Linked DNA regions of Sus scrofa: region 1 is linked to region 2. A link is a contact called in public Hi-C data. All regions are on one chromosome and are shown on one strand. The core of a region is the stretch at or near the end of the contact, and the rest is flanking DNA. Distances in the headings are between cores, read along the strand shown. Region 1 holds the start of NEMP1 (nuclear envelope integral membrane protein 1). Region 2 holds the start of MYL6B (myosin light chain 6B).

Region 1 (7,764 bases), core at 4,041-6,540, 840 kb before region 2:
ATGCCTATGCTTAATTTATAAAGTGATTTCATTGCAGATTGGTAACAAACTTTGACTAGCACTTGATTAAAATTTGTTTCTTTTTTAACACCCAAGATATGGAAGTTCCTGGGCCAGGGATTTAATCCAGGCTGCAGCTGCAGCAATATGGGATCCTTTAACCCAGTGTGCAGGGCTGGGAATTGAACCTACGCCTCTACAGTGACCTGAGCTGCTGAAGTTGGATTCATAACCCACTGTACTACAGCAGGAACTCCTAAAATTTGTTCCTTTTTATCAGTGTTTTAGGTCATATAAGGACCGTGAGCTTCATCATAGGAGATACCACAGAACCATAAAGACTGTAACATAAGAGTGACAAGATCAGAGCTGCATTTAGAAGTCGTGTGGAGAAAGGGTTTTATGGCTGCAAAAACAACAGTGAGGCCAGCTTAAAGGAAACTAAAGTGATCTGAGAGAGATGGCAAGGTGCTAGACTAAATCACTGGCCTGGGATGGAGAGGAAAGGACAGAGTCAAAAGATAGTCAGCAGGTAAAATTAATAGAACTTGATGACTGACTAAGGGATTGGGAGAAGAGTTCAGCATGACTTTTGGACTTCTAAATTTGGGTGACTGTGTGGATGGAATGGAGCATCTTTATCAAATATTCACTGTCCAGTCTTTTTCCTAAATTACAAAACCCAAAAGTTTTTCATAATTCATTTGACAACAGAACCTAATCTGACTTGGAGTTCCAGCTGACTGCAGCAGGTTAAAGGATCTGGTGTAGGTTGCAGCTGCAGCTCAGATTCAATCCCTGGTCCAGGAAATTCCCAGTCCCTGGCCTGAGGAAATTTTCCATATGCCGCAGACGCAGCCATTAAAAAAAATCCTAGGAGTTCCTGTCGTGGCTCAGTGGTTAACAAATCCGACTAGGAAACATGAGGTTGCATGTTCAATCCCTGGCCTTGCTCAGTGGGTTAAGGATCCAGTGTTGCCATGAGCTGTGGTGTAGGTTGCAAATGCAGTTCAGATCCCACGTTGCTGTGGCTCTGGCGTAGGCTGGTGGCTACAGCTCCGATTCGACACCTGGCCTGGGAACCTGCATATGCCACGGGAGCGGCCCAAGAAATGGCGAAAAGCCAAAAAAAAAAAAAAAAAAATCCTAATCTGACCTGAATTTATTTTGTGGCAGACCTAAACTTCCATGAGGATATTTATAGTTTAAAAAAATTAAACATTTATTAGAGTATAGTTGATTTACAGTGTTGTATTAGTTTCTAATGTAAAGCAAAGTGAATCAGTTATACATATGGTGTATCTATTCTTTTTTCTCATATAGGACTTTACGTAACATTAAGTAGACTTCCCTGAGCTAAACAGTAGGTCCTTGTTAGTTTTCTATCTTATGTAGGGTAGTGTATATGTGTTAATCCCATCCTCCCAAATTATCCCTCCCCCATACCCCTTTGGTAACTGTAAATTCAATTTTGAAATCTGTGTTTGTTTCTGTTTTATTTTTATTATTTATTTATTTATTTATTTGGTCTTTTGTCCTTTTAGGGCCGCACCAGCAGCATGTGGAGGTTCCCAGGCTAGGGGTCTAATTGGAGCTGTAGCTGCCTGCCTATGCCAGATCCGAGCTGTGTCTGCCACCTACACCACAGCTCACAGCAATGCTGGATCCTTAACCCATTGAGCGAGGCTAGGGATTGAACACGCAACCTCATGTTTCCTAGTCTGATTTGTTTCCACTGTGCCACGACGGGAACTCCTGTTTCTGTTTTATAAATAAGTTCTTTTGTATCATTTTTATTAGATTCCACATACAAGTAATATCTCATGATATTTGTCTTTGTCTGACTTCACTTAGTATGTTAATCTCTAGGTCCATCTATGTTGCTGCAAATGGCATTATTTCATTCTCTTTTTTAATGGCAGAGATATATGTGTGTGTGTGTGTGTGTGTATATATATATATATATGATCTCACATCTTCTTTATCCATTCCTCTGTTGATGGACATTTAGGTTGCTTCTATGTCTTGGCTATTGTAAATAGTGCTGCAGTGAACATTGGGGTGCATGTATTTTTTCGAATTATGGTACTTATAGTTTCATTTATTCCACTCATTGCAGAAATATTAATTTGTTTGAAAAAAGCAAAAAAAAAATGAGTTCCCATTGTGGCTCAGTGGTAATGAACCCAACTAGTATCCATGAGGACACTGGTTGGATCTCTGGCCCCGCTCAGTGGGTTAAGGATCTGCGTGAACTGCAATGTAGGCCACAGATGCAGCTCAGATCCCCTGTTGCTGTGGCTGTGGCATAGGCCAACAGCAGCAGCTCTGAAAAAAAAAAAGAAATATTAATTTGTTTGATTATGAATTGCTATTCCAGGACCCGTTGGGATTGCTGCCTTATATATTGTATATGCACCATATTGCATTTCTGAAATCCAAAAAAAATATGAAACACATTTACTATCCAGATTTCCCACCCCATTTACTCATCAGTCTTGGCCTGAGTTCTTTTGGCTATTTGCATAAATCAGGTCCACCTGCAGATAATGAATATTCATTGCAGTGTGTGCTATAGACTCTAAAGATGATTCTCAGTGTTTTGAGCAGTGTCCTCATTATTAAACAAGGCTAAAAAATTTTTTTTAGGGCCACATCTGTGGCATGTCGAAGGGTGGAATCAGAGCTGCAGCCTCCAACCTATACCACAGCCACAGCAACACCAGATTCGAGCAGCATCTTCGGCCACAGCTCAGACCACAGCTCACAGCAATGCCAGATCCTTAATCCACTGAGTGGGGCCAGGGCTCAAACCTGAGTCCTCACAGATGCTAGCTGGGTTCGTCACTGCTGAGCCACAACAGGAAATCCTAAAAGTCTTGAATGACTACCTTGAAGTGACAGAACTCATTTGGATGATAAGGTATGATGTTTTTTGTGGACAACCAATGTCATTACAGTACACCTCATTTACAGGTTTTAACAGTCAATGGTCAGTGATCCTTTGGAATTAGTTCTCCTCTTTCGCTGGCCTTTATTCAAAACCAAAGAGTGAGCTATGAATGCTGAGAATTTGGGATCTGGTAGAAAATGAACTGTGTGTATATAAATTATTTTTTAAAATAGTTTTAAGATTTATAGAAAAATTGAGAAGACAGTAGAGCATTCCCATGTACCCTTCACCCAGTCTCCACTATTATTTTCTTACATTAGTATGGTGCATTTGCCACCATTAATTAAATAGTGTTGATACAGTATTATTAACTAAAAATCTATAGCTTACTCAAATTTCCTTAGTTTTTAACCTAATTTTTCTTTTTCTGTTCCAGCATCCCATCCATGATACCACATTACAATGATACCACATTACATTTGGTTTCCATGTCTCCCCAGTCTTCTCTTGGCTGTTATAGTTTCTCAGTTTCCTTGTTTTTGATGACCTTGATAGTTCTGGGGAGTACCGGTCAGATATTTTGTAGGATACCTCTCTGTTTGAAAATTGTGTTTATCTCATGCTTAGATTTGTTTTATGGGCTTGGGGGAGGAAAACCACAGAAATACCCTTTTCATCACATGACATCAAGGATACATTGTACCAATGTGATTTATTACCCCTGATACTGACCCCTCTAGGTCAGCCAGGGGAGTGTGTGGTGTATGTATGTTAGAGACATATAGTTTGACCATTGCAGTGGAGGTGGCCTAGACTTTTCTGAGGATGAAATTTCTTCTTTTGTCCATGGCTCAGCCCCATCTTGTCATTTTAAAAATCCCTTATTTTGAAAGTTTGAACCTTCCCTAGCAGTAATCTCCTTCCCTGAATTTCCCCTCAACCCACTAGGCTTCATCATCTCTAGGATTCCTACCTGCCACTATCAGATCCTCTCAAAAATAAGATGCTTCACTTTGGACTAACATTTACTGAACACCTGTTATGTGCTAGGTACTCTGCTAGGCCCTCACTGTATAAGTCATTTAAGGAGAAGCACCTGATGCACAGAAAGACTTCCAGCAGGAGTTCCTGTTGTGGTGCAGCAGAAATGGATAGGATGAGGAACCGTGAGGTTGCAGGTTCGATCCCTGGCCTTGCTCAGTGGTTAAGGAACCACAGCCCAGCCCAATGAGCTATGAAATCTTGGGCAAGTTCCTTTACCTGTCTTAGCCTTGGCTTCTTCATAAATAAAGCTATTTGCACTGGGAACTGTGTCTAGTCACTTATGATGGTGCATGATAATGTGAGAAAAAAGAATGTGTACATGTATGTGTAACTGGGTCACCATGCTGTACAGTAGAAAACTGACAGAACACTGTAAACCAGCTATAATAGAAAAAAATAAAAATCATGATATTAAAAAATAAATAAAGCTATTTATCTCACAGGATGTCGTGAGGAAGAAACAAATTTCTCTTAATCCTTGCATGCATTTTGCTTTCAAAACAACCAACCAACAAACCAAACAAAAAAACACAAACCTCTACCAACCACTCTATGACTGTATTTTTTTAATGATTTTTATTTTTTCCATTATAGTTGGTTTACAGTGTTCTGTCAATGTCTACCGTACAGCAAAGTGACCTATATATATATATATATATATATATATGCACATTCTTTTTCTCATATTTTCCTCCATCATGTTCCATCATAAGTGACTAGATGTAGTTCCCTGTGCTATACAGCAGGATCTCATTGTTTATCCACTCCAAATGCAATAGTTTGCATTATCAACCCCAGATTCCCAGCCTATGACTGAATTTTTAAACGTTAATGTTTATTCCTTACAAAACTGTCAAAACAATTTTTTGTGCGTAACATTTCTATTTTAAATCATTTAGGACTTTGGAGAACACAGTCCTCTTACTTAAGCTTCCCACAACAAAAAGATCATGGTAAAAAGGGAACGAATGAAAACAAGGAACCTGAGATAGATTCCATGGAAATTATCATTTGGTAAAGAGGGCCTCGCCCATTCTAATTTCGTATTGGTTATGCTTACCATCAATCACTCTAGTTGTAAATAAACTGGAGACGGAAGCATGTTGTTAAGGGGTGGGATCTTCCTGTCGCCATTACTAAGGTGAGGACCCGTTTTCTAATAGGCTGAAAGCTGCTTCTTCCCGCCCTCTCGCGTCAGTTGCTGAGAGGCGGGACTATAGGATCCGTAACCAACGGAGTGCTCGAAGCCCCGCCCATCCGATTGGTTGGTAGGGGGCGGGTCTTGTAGCGGATAGGCTGCTGGCCCTGCCTGTTCCGGGTTAGTTGCCGGGGAGAGGCACGTGAGGAAGAGGCGGCGTGTGGCGACCATGGCGGGAGGAATGAAAGTGGCGGTCTTGCCGGCAGTTGGTTCCGGGCCCTGGAGTTGGCGGTCCGGGGGCTGTGGGGCAGTGTGGCTGCTCCTGGTCCTTTCCGGCTGCTTGGTCTGCGGCTCAGGTACCGCCCGGGCAGCAGCTGCCGAGGGGGCGGGTGCCGAGGGGTTATATTTAGAAAAGTGGGGAGTGTCTGCGGGGCGCTGGCCGTTTTTCTGCAGAGGGGGCAAGGACGTGGTGCAGAGGAAAAAAATCTTCATCCTCGGTGAATGGGCGCCGGCACTGAGGAGCCGGGGCCCTGAGGCGGCCTGGGGGAGCTACCTAGAGTGGGGAGAAGCCTGGAGCCTTTTGGCAGAGACCGGGAGGCCTGAACTGAGTGAGAATTGGTCCTGGGGCTGCGTCGCGCTGTGCGGGCCTCCTTAACTTTTTTGGTTAAAAGGAAGGTGACTCGAAGACCGAATGGGCAGGCAGAGCTGCAGCTGGAAAGGGAGCAGCATCCCATTCATTCAACAGATGAGCAACACATGAGCGTATGCTATCAGGACTCAGGTCGGGGTAGCCGAGCAGATATAGTTCCCTGAAAAGCCGTGATCTCTGTCAGTATCTGTCATTTCTGCCCCTTAAGATTCTGGCCCTATAGAACCGACCTGGAGTTGTTAAATTCCCGTTACCAAAAAAAGATACAAACGCTATTCAGTATCTAATATATTCGGAAATTTATTCATTTCTCAAGATGATTTACTTGGTTGCCGTTACTGGATCATTGGTTTTGGACTGTCATGACATTGTTTTCCTTTTCCACTTGAATCCAGAAAACCTAGAATGTGTTTGTAAAACCTCCCTTGTACCCTTCATAAATGCACAACAGAAAGATGAATGAGGTTTCCAAACATCCACTGGACGGAGTTCAGACTCATGGGGTTAAGGATAATCTTATCTCCTAAATGCACATGACTTCTTACCTCTCCCGTCCTTTGCTGCCTATCTCTTGCTGTCACTTATGATTATCCTTAGCTGCAGCTTTAAGGTTGTCTCAGGATCCATATAACTAGTTCCAAGGTGCAACGTCCTTCTGAAACGGTATTTTTTAGGGAGAGGGGAGAAAGTATCCAGGAAGGTACTTTCCAGAGGCAGAGCCCACAGTAACATTTGAAGGGCTGCATATGATCTGAATGAACTCTGGCTAGATGTTTGTCCTTAGAAGTTGTGTATTACGGAGATGAAAGAACACATGTGTATCAAAATGCTCCTACATAATCATTGAGTAGTTAACAGGCTCAAAGTTACTTTAATGAGGACAGAAACAGGAGAAAGGTAAACTCGGGATAAATGTTCTTTATGGCCTAGAAGATCATATAGGTGGCAGCTGCAGAGACAGTCATGTAATAGAATAGAACTTTCCAAAACTGAGAGGTATCTAAAAAAATGGAATACTTCAAAAGGCAGGGAGTTCTTTCTCTGGAGGTTTTTGAAAAATTTGATTATAAAAATAACGGGAGTTTATTTTAAACTATATGGCAAGCACAATTAAGTATAAAGAGGTAGAGAAAGCACTCACTGTTGATTCCATTCAGAGGCAGTCCATTAAAACACACTTTCTTTTGGTCTGTTTCCACATGTTTTGTTTTTTGGGTTTTTTGGGTATTATGTCTTTTTAGGGCCGCACCCATGGCATATGGAGGTTCCCAGGCTTGGGGTCGAATCAGAGCTGTTGCTGCCGGCCTACACCAGAGCCACAGCAACGCGAGAAACGAGCTGTGTCTGCAGCCTACACCATGGCTCACGGCAACGCCGGATCCTTAACCCACTGAGCAAGGCCAGGGATCGAACCCACAACCTCATGGTTCCTAGTCGGATTCGTTAACCACTGAGCCACGATGGGAACTCCATCAAAACATGTTTAAGATCCTTGAAACATCTTGTTAAAAATTTGTGACCCTGGAGTTCCCGTTGTGGCTCAGTGGTTAACGAAGCTGACTAGGAACCATGAGGCTTCGGGTTCAATCCCTGGCCTTGCTCAGTGGGTTAAGGATCTGGCGTTGCCGTGAGCTGTGGTATAGGTTGCAGACTCGGCTCGGATCCCGCGTTGCTGGCGGCTACAGCTCCGATTCAGCCGCTATCCTGGGAACCTCCATACGCCGCAGAAGCGGCCCAAGAAATGGCAAAAAGACAAAAAAAAAAAATTTGTGACCCACACCCATGCCAGCATTGGATATTCCAGACTGAAACACCTTTGCTAATTTTTTTTTTTTCGACCCCACCTGCAGCACGTAGAAATTCCCAGGCCAGGGATCCAATCTACACCATAGCAGCGACCTGGGTCATGCAATGACAACACATGATCCTTAACCCACTGGACCACAAGGGAGCTCTCATCTTTGCTAATTTGATAGATTGAAAGTGGTATCATTTTATTTTATTTTTTTTTGCTTTTTCAGGGCTGTACCCATGGCATAT
Region 2 (6,741 bases), core at 3,431-5,930:
CCTCCCCCACCTCTGAAGAAAGCAAGAGTCGGAGGTTTAGGGGAGGAACCGTCACTTTATTTTGAAACAATAGGTGGCCTCCTAGCGGCAGGAACTTGCTTTCGCCCGCGAGGGGTAGGGGGACTCCTTGTCGAGCCCCACTGCACCTGTGGAAAAAGATGAACGTTGCCAAATCCTGGAGCTCAAGCGCGCAGCAGGACGTGGAAACGTATGTCTCTGGTAGAGGGAAGGGAAGCAGGCTGGCCTCACAAGGCGAAGTGGGAGGGCCCTACCTGTAGAGCTCAGACGCTCAGGATGTGCTTCAGGAAGGCTGCAGAGAGAGGAGGCAAGAGGGGCTTCAGAAGATGGTCTTGATAATCCATCTGACTTTAGATAATTTGGGCCACAGGACGCGCCCCCACATACGAGGAGCCTCATGCTTCCCCTCTTCCCCTGTCTCTTCAGCTCCTAGCCGCTCACCTTCATAGTTGATGCAGCCGTTGCTGTCCTCATGTCCTGCCAGAACTGTCTCCACCTCCTCTTCAGTCATCCTCTCTCCTAAACCCCAGACACAGCGTTTTAGCCCCTGCCTTCCCTCCCTCATCAACCCAGGCCTCATTCTTCTGGGTGGTACCTCTTCTCCCACCCTGGAGACTTGCCCATAGCAACAGTCCCCCAAGAGAATCCTGTCCTTGTAATGCGCATGCCTTGAATGCCTCCCAGCATCTTGCTTTCCATTTCACCTCAGTTACACCTGGTGAAAGCTCCACAGACAAGGAAACTGAATTTCAGAGGATTAAGAGACACATACCATATCACAGAGGCCAACCATCTCTTCCAAAATAGAAGCTCAGATCTCCCATCTCATCCCCTTTCCTCTGCCCTTTGGGAGGCATCTGTACCCCAGAAGCAGGCTCTGACCTTCTCGGTCTTCTGCCCATGACCTCCAGGACAGTAATCCCTCCCTGGCTCTGCCTGCTTGGCTAACCTTCTTCTTGGTTCACCCCCTCCTCTCCACCCCACAGTTCTGGTCCCTGCCTCACCCAGGGTAGTGAGGACATGTCTGAGCTCTGCTCCCATGACTTTGCCGTTCCCCTCTTTGTCAAACACGCGAAGCCCCTCCAGGTAGTCCTGGTATGTGCCTTGCCCCTGGATCTTGGCCACTGCCTGGAGCATGGGCAGGAAAGTCTCAAAGTCTATACGTCGGGTCTTCAGCTCTGCAGATCAGAGAGGTGAAGGTGAGGTCACTGTGATGTCACCTAGGACTTAGCTCTCATCCCCACCACGAATTTCTTTTCTTTCTTTTTTTTTTTTTTTTTTTGGCCACACCCATAGCATGTGGAAATTCCCAGGCCAGGGATCAAACCTGTGCCACAGCAGCGACCCAGGGGGCTGTGGTGACAATGCCGGATCCTTAACCTGCTGTGCCACAAGGGAACTCCCCACTAAGGATTTTATTTGTTCAACATTCAGGATGATTTTCTGCCCCTGGGTCTGACAGCTTTAGAAGTCCGGGGACCCACCTCAGCATCCTCTGTCACCTTACCCACATTCCTCGGTTCCACCACTAAACTGAAAACCCTCATTGTTCCAGGGGTCCCCTCACCATCACTCTTGGGGTACCCCAGGACTCTGAGCACCTCGGCGTTGGTGGGGTTCTGGCCCAGGGCCCTCATCACGTCCCCACACTGGCCGAACAGGATCTTGCCATCCCCTACTCGGTCAAACAGCTCGAAGGCTTCCTTGAACTCTGAAGTATAAGGAGGGGTCAGTGTTGACAAGGGGTTCCCATCACCATCAGAAGAAAGAAGAGTTAGAAACTATGTGCTTGAGCTGGGCAGCACAGGGAACACAAAGAGCACTGGTGTTGCAGGTTTCAAGGTCGGGACTGGAGTTAGGGGAATAGAAAGAGGATCTGACCAGGGGCTTGGGATGGACAGTGGGCTCAGGGGACCAGCTTCTCCTCACCCTCCAGCTGGTCCTTGTTAAACTCGATCTGTGGAAGAAAAGAGCAGGTGAGGAGGGATGACAGGGCTTATTCAATCTCTCTCCAGCACTCCTCCCGACCAACTGGCAACCACTTCTGGGGAGGGGCCCAAAGGGACCAGGCTGGGAGCCCAGCCACCTCAGTCCCATTCCCAGCTCCAGACCTTGGGAGAATCCCAAGAGGAGGAATTATTGGGGGGAGGGTTTCCTGGGAACAGGGTTAATCCCATGCCACCTGTTCCCCTCCCTCTACTGCCCTGAGCCCTGCATCCCTCACATAACTGGGGGCTGAACAAAGGCTAAATTTACCCCTGGCCCCCAGCTGTGATTGTCTAACAAGTCTGTCCTCTTCAGCCTTCCTTCCTGGGGTTCAGAGCTGTGGCCTTTCGTGTTGAACAGTCAGCCAGGGGCCGGCAGCAGCTCCCTCCCTTCACCTTGAAACTGTCCTCAGAACCCAGATGTTCCCCATCTCACAGTCCCTGCCTCCAGCAGGAGGGTCAGTGAGAATGTGTGTGTATATACGTACACAGAACGTGTTATAGATTAGAGGAAGAGCTCAACAAAGACAATAGCAGAGTCATGACCCTGAATCCTTCCAAATAGGGGACGAAGGGAAACCCCCGCTATCATCCAGTGCTTACTGATTCCCTACCTTCTAGATACCCCCTAGTCCTCTAGGCTGAATCCCACCCTTTACCACTCCCTCCAAATTCTTTTCTCACTTTCCAGGGACTCACCACCACTTTGGAGAGATCGACGGGGGGCTCCTGGATCTTCGCAGAGGCTGAAGGGACAGCTGGTGCTGGTGCTGGTGCTGGTGCTGGCGCTGACGCTGACGCTGGTGGTGGCTTGGCTGGAGGGGCCCCTGCTGCTGGCTTGGCAGCAGGCGCAGCAGGCTTGGGGTTAGGGGGCCCCACTGGTTTCTTCACGGGAACGGGAACATCCTTCTTGGGAGGCATGATGTCCGGTGGCCAAAGGACAGTGTGCCGATGGGGGCACCCATCTCTGTTTAAATAGCCAGGGAGTCTGGGATGTCAAGGGGCGGGGGCAGGGGCAGGGAGCCAGTTGGCGATGGGGAGGGTGAGATAGAGGAGAGATATGCTGGCCTGCCCTCACTCCCCTGGCCTCCTATGGTTCAGGACTCCTGCCCCAAGGTCTTCTCCCTTCTGTCCACCTGGCCCCAAATGCTGACCAGAACAATGGCCCCTTTGGGGGCAGGGGGAGGAAGCCAGAGACTGCCCAGAATGGGGGAGTTAACCTCCGGGGTGAGGATAGGATGCTTGCCAGTGACAAACAGTAAAATAGGGGTGAGGCAAAGAAGGAGATCCAGGCATTCAATGCCCTCAACCCTCTGACTCAGAAGAGCCCTTTTTCCTAGCAGCTTTAGACTCTTGAAGGCTGAAGCAGGGATGGGGGCCTTGTGAACTGTGATTGTTAAAGTGGGGTCTGGGAGTAGTGAAAGGTGAAAAAAACAAGCAGACTCTCTGCTCCTCTCTGACCATGGATGAGAAGCAGGGATAGTGGATCCCACAGCTTCATAATCCTGAATACTGTAATTCTCTAACCCTCTTCCTGCCAGCCCAGAACTGGAACTGTGTACAAAATAGAGACAGAATAGTAAGAGAAGAGTGTGACCTCCCCCTCCGATTGTTCCTGTACCCAGTGTTAAACGTTTAAGGAGCGGGGATGCGGGCAAGGACAGTTTAACACCCACCATCCATACTCCCAAGGAAGGAACACTTGTCCACAAACCTATGGTCATTCAGGTCAGACACAAGTAGGGTGTCTGAACCTGCAGGGGCTCCTTGCACCTGGGGGGAAGGGCAGGCTCTGAGAGGCAAAGGGCTTAATTTCTAAAATCTCTAATCCAAAAGGACGTGGGAGGCCCTTTGGCCTCCATGAGTACTCATTCCCAACCAGAGGGATAATAAAACCTCCAGACTAGGTTGCCAGATTACAAACCTTGCTGGGAGCGCTGGGGTAGAGTCGAAGTCCGGGCATATGGGGTGGGGGGGGGGGCGTCACTGGCTAGTTTTGTTCTGGGGTTAAAGAAAGAGACGATTTAAACAGCATTCCGAGGAAGATAAGAGTGATCCCACTTAGGTCCTGGGGTTCAGAGAGTTGATGCTGGGTCTCCCACTCCAAAAAAGTCTCTGAATCTCATTACTGCCAATTGCCTCATTTTAGGAAAATAAGCACATCACTCTCTCTCTCTCTCTCTCTCTCTCTCACACACACACACCACACACACACACACTCACATACACACACCCTAAATATTAAATAAAGGAAAGAGTCCCTCCCCAAAGCCCCAAAAACTCACCCTGAGGGGTCCAGGTAAGAGGAGGAGGCGGGGCGAAGGGCAGCCGCAGTCCCTGAAGGGTTAATTTCGCCAGCCACCGAGCATGCCGGGAATCGTAGTCCTCGCGCGCGCCCGGAGGCTCACGGGAAACTCCGCTTAACTACGTAAGGGGGGCGGTGTTAGTGCGGTGGCTTCCGGCCCGAAGCGGCGGTTGGTGACTCAGTATGTTTGGGGCGCGTTTCTTATCCCGGAAAAAGTACTTTTCACTGACTCTCAAAACGTGCGCGGCCCTTCAGAATATCTCCCTTGTTTGGCCCTGAGTTCACTGTTTAGTGTGGGCGGAGCTGTTTTCCTGAGTTCGCTGTGAGAACGCGGAAGCAGCGGAAGGGTTGTAGCTGCCCCAGGCTCAGATAGAAGGTCAGGTAGCTCAGGAAGCACTTAACGGCCCCGGGCCGAGTGGTTAGGTCAGTTTAGCTTCCTGTTGCAGTTCGGTAGAAAATAGAGGCCATTGAGTGGCTGTATGACTTGGAACAGTAAAGTTGTTTGTTTGAAGTGAACTGGTAGTTGAAGTAAACGTTAAAATTTGGAATTAAGCCGGCTAACCTGCCGCAGTCCGAGTTGAAGTTTCTCCATTCTGCGGCCGCGTATGCATCAGGCACCCTTTCTGTTCTTCACAGGTCTCTTTGGAGTGGAGGCCTGCGTTCTCCAGCTCTTGACTCTGAGACATCTCTGCCCAGCATTGGACATCTCTTTCCCGTGGATGGCTGGTTGTTTTTTAGATTTTTTTTTTTTTTAATGGTCGCACCTGTGGCACATTGAAGTTCCCAGGCGAGGGGGGGGGGTCCAATTGGACCTACAGCTGAGGCCTGTTCCACAGCCAGGGCAACAGGGATCCGAGCTGCATCTGCTACCTACATCACCTGTGGCAAAACTGGATCCTTAACTCACTGAGTGAGCCCAGAGATTGAACCTGCCTCCTCACAGAGGTAGCGTCGTGTCCTTAACCTGCTGAGCCACAGAGGGAACTCCTTGTTTGTGTTTAATTGAGGTATGGTTGGTACAGAATATTCTGTTTCAGGTAGGTTGTATGTACTCCATTAATAGTTATAAATATTGGTTATATTCTCTGTGTTGTACATCCCCCAAGATGCTTTTGAAAGGTCTCCTTTGGGCTGGTAAGGAACCAGCCCAGCCCCACTGATCTACTACTAGATGGAAGAGTAAATGCCCTGAAGGTGCATACCATGCTGGAGATTGGGGCTTGCACGGGCTTGCTTGCAGGCAGTGGGTGGGAGTAGAAAGCCCACAAGAGGTCAGAAGAGTGAGGCATAAATGAACTTAATGGGCAGTGCAGAATTGATGTTGGCTGGTTGGGGAAGGCTTTTTGGAAGAGTAGAAATGGATTGTATAATAAAAACAATAACCGATGAGGAGGTGGAGGGTGTTAGCAACCATTTCTGAAGGTCTCCACAGAGCAGGTACTGCATGAACCATAGAGGGTGCTAAAGAGTGTGGATTCAGACTAGCCTGCTTAAATGTGATGTTTTATTTGCTATTGTTTTGAGTTCTTTTTCAGGCTACTTAATTTTTGTTTGTTTGTTTGTTTTGTTTTTTTTCTAGGCCACATCTGCATCATATGGAGGTTCCCAGGCTAGGGGTGGAATCGGAGCTCCAGCTGCCGGCCTACACCGCAGCTACAGCAGCTCGGGGTCTGAGCTTTGTCTGTGACCTACACTGCAGCTCATGGCAACCCCGGATCCCCACCCACTGAGTGAGGCCAGGGATCGAATGCACATCCTCATGGATACTGGTCGGGTTCATTTCCACTTAAACACAACGGGAACTCCCAGCCTACTTAAATTTGAATCTAGGGTCTTCAAGGTACTTACCTCCAGCAAGTTTATATATCTTACTGTGCCTAAGTTCCTTCATCTATAAAATAATAGTAATACCTATCCTGTAGGTAGTGGGTACCTACAGTGCTGTTGGGAGTATTCAGTGTGTTAATCTTTATAAAACACGATGGGTTTAGCATATGGAGTTCCCATCATGGCTCAGCAGAAACAAGTCTGACGAGCATCCCTGAGAACACAGGGTAACCCCTAGCCTCGCTCAGTGGATTAAGGATCCAGCGTTATCGTGAGCTGTGGTATATATAAGTCAAGACTTGGATCCAGTGTTGCTTCAACCTCTAGCCTGGGAACCTCCATATTGCTGTGGGTGTGGCCCTAAAAAGACAAGAACAAACACCCCAGAGGAGTTCCCGTTGGGGCAAGTGGTTAACGAATCCGACTAGGAACCATGAGTTGCAGGTTGGATCCCTGCCCTTGCTCAGTGGGTTAAGGACCCGGCATTTCTGTGAGCTGTGGTGTAGGTCGCAGACATGGCTCAGATCCCGTGTTGCTGTGGCTCTGGCGTAGGCTGACGGCTACAGCTCTGATTAGACCCCTGGCCTGGGAACCTCCATATGCTGC

The links. Hi-C and Micro-C count contacts between places; a contact is called where the count stands out from the background.
Region 1: a Hi-C map of heart right ventricle shows a contact between it and region 2, with 2.7 times the contacts expected there. The contact joins the promoter of NEMP1 here to the promoter of MYL6B in region 2. A contact is called at or near these places in 1 of 5 promoter capture datasets (fetal liver) and 1 of 47 Hi-C or Micro-C datasets (heart right ventricle).

What each region holds. Positions count from the first base shown.
Region 1 is chr5:22,387,623-22,395,386 of Sscrofa11.1, reverse strand. It overlaps NEMP1 (nuclear envelope integral membrane protein 1), which reads left to right and starts at 5,290. Exons shown (of 9, transcript XM_003481636.4): 1 at 5,290-5,431. The coding sequence starts at 5,305.
Region 2 is chr5:21,552,290-21,559,030 of Sscrofa11.1, reverse strand. It overlaps MYL6B (myosin light chain 6B), which reads right to left and starts at 4,680. Exons shown (of 8, transcript XM_003126266.3): 1 at 4,289-4,680; 2 at 2,703-2,970; 3 at 1,948-1,975; 4 at 1,586-1,729; 5 at 1,023-1,196; 6 at 460-537; 7 at 273-310; 8 at 36-146. The coding sequence starts at 2,924. The coding sequence ends at 282. It overlaps LOC106507496 (a long non-coding RNA gene), which reads left to right and starts at 4,565. Exons shown (of 5, transcript XR_002344288.1): 1 at 4,565-5,034.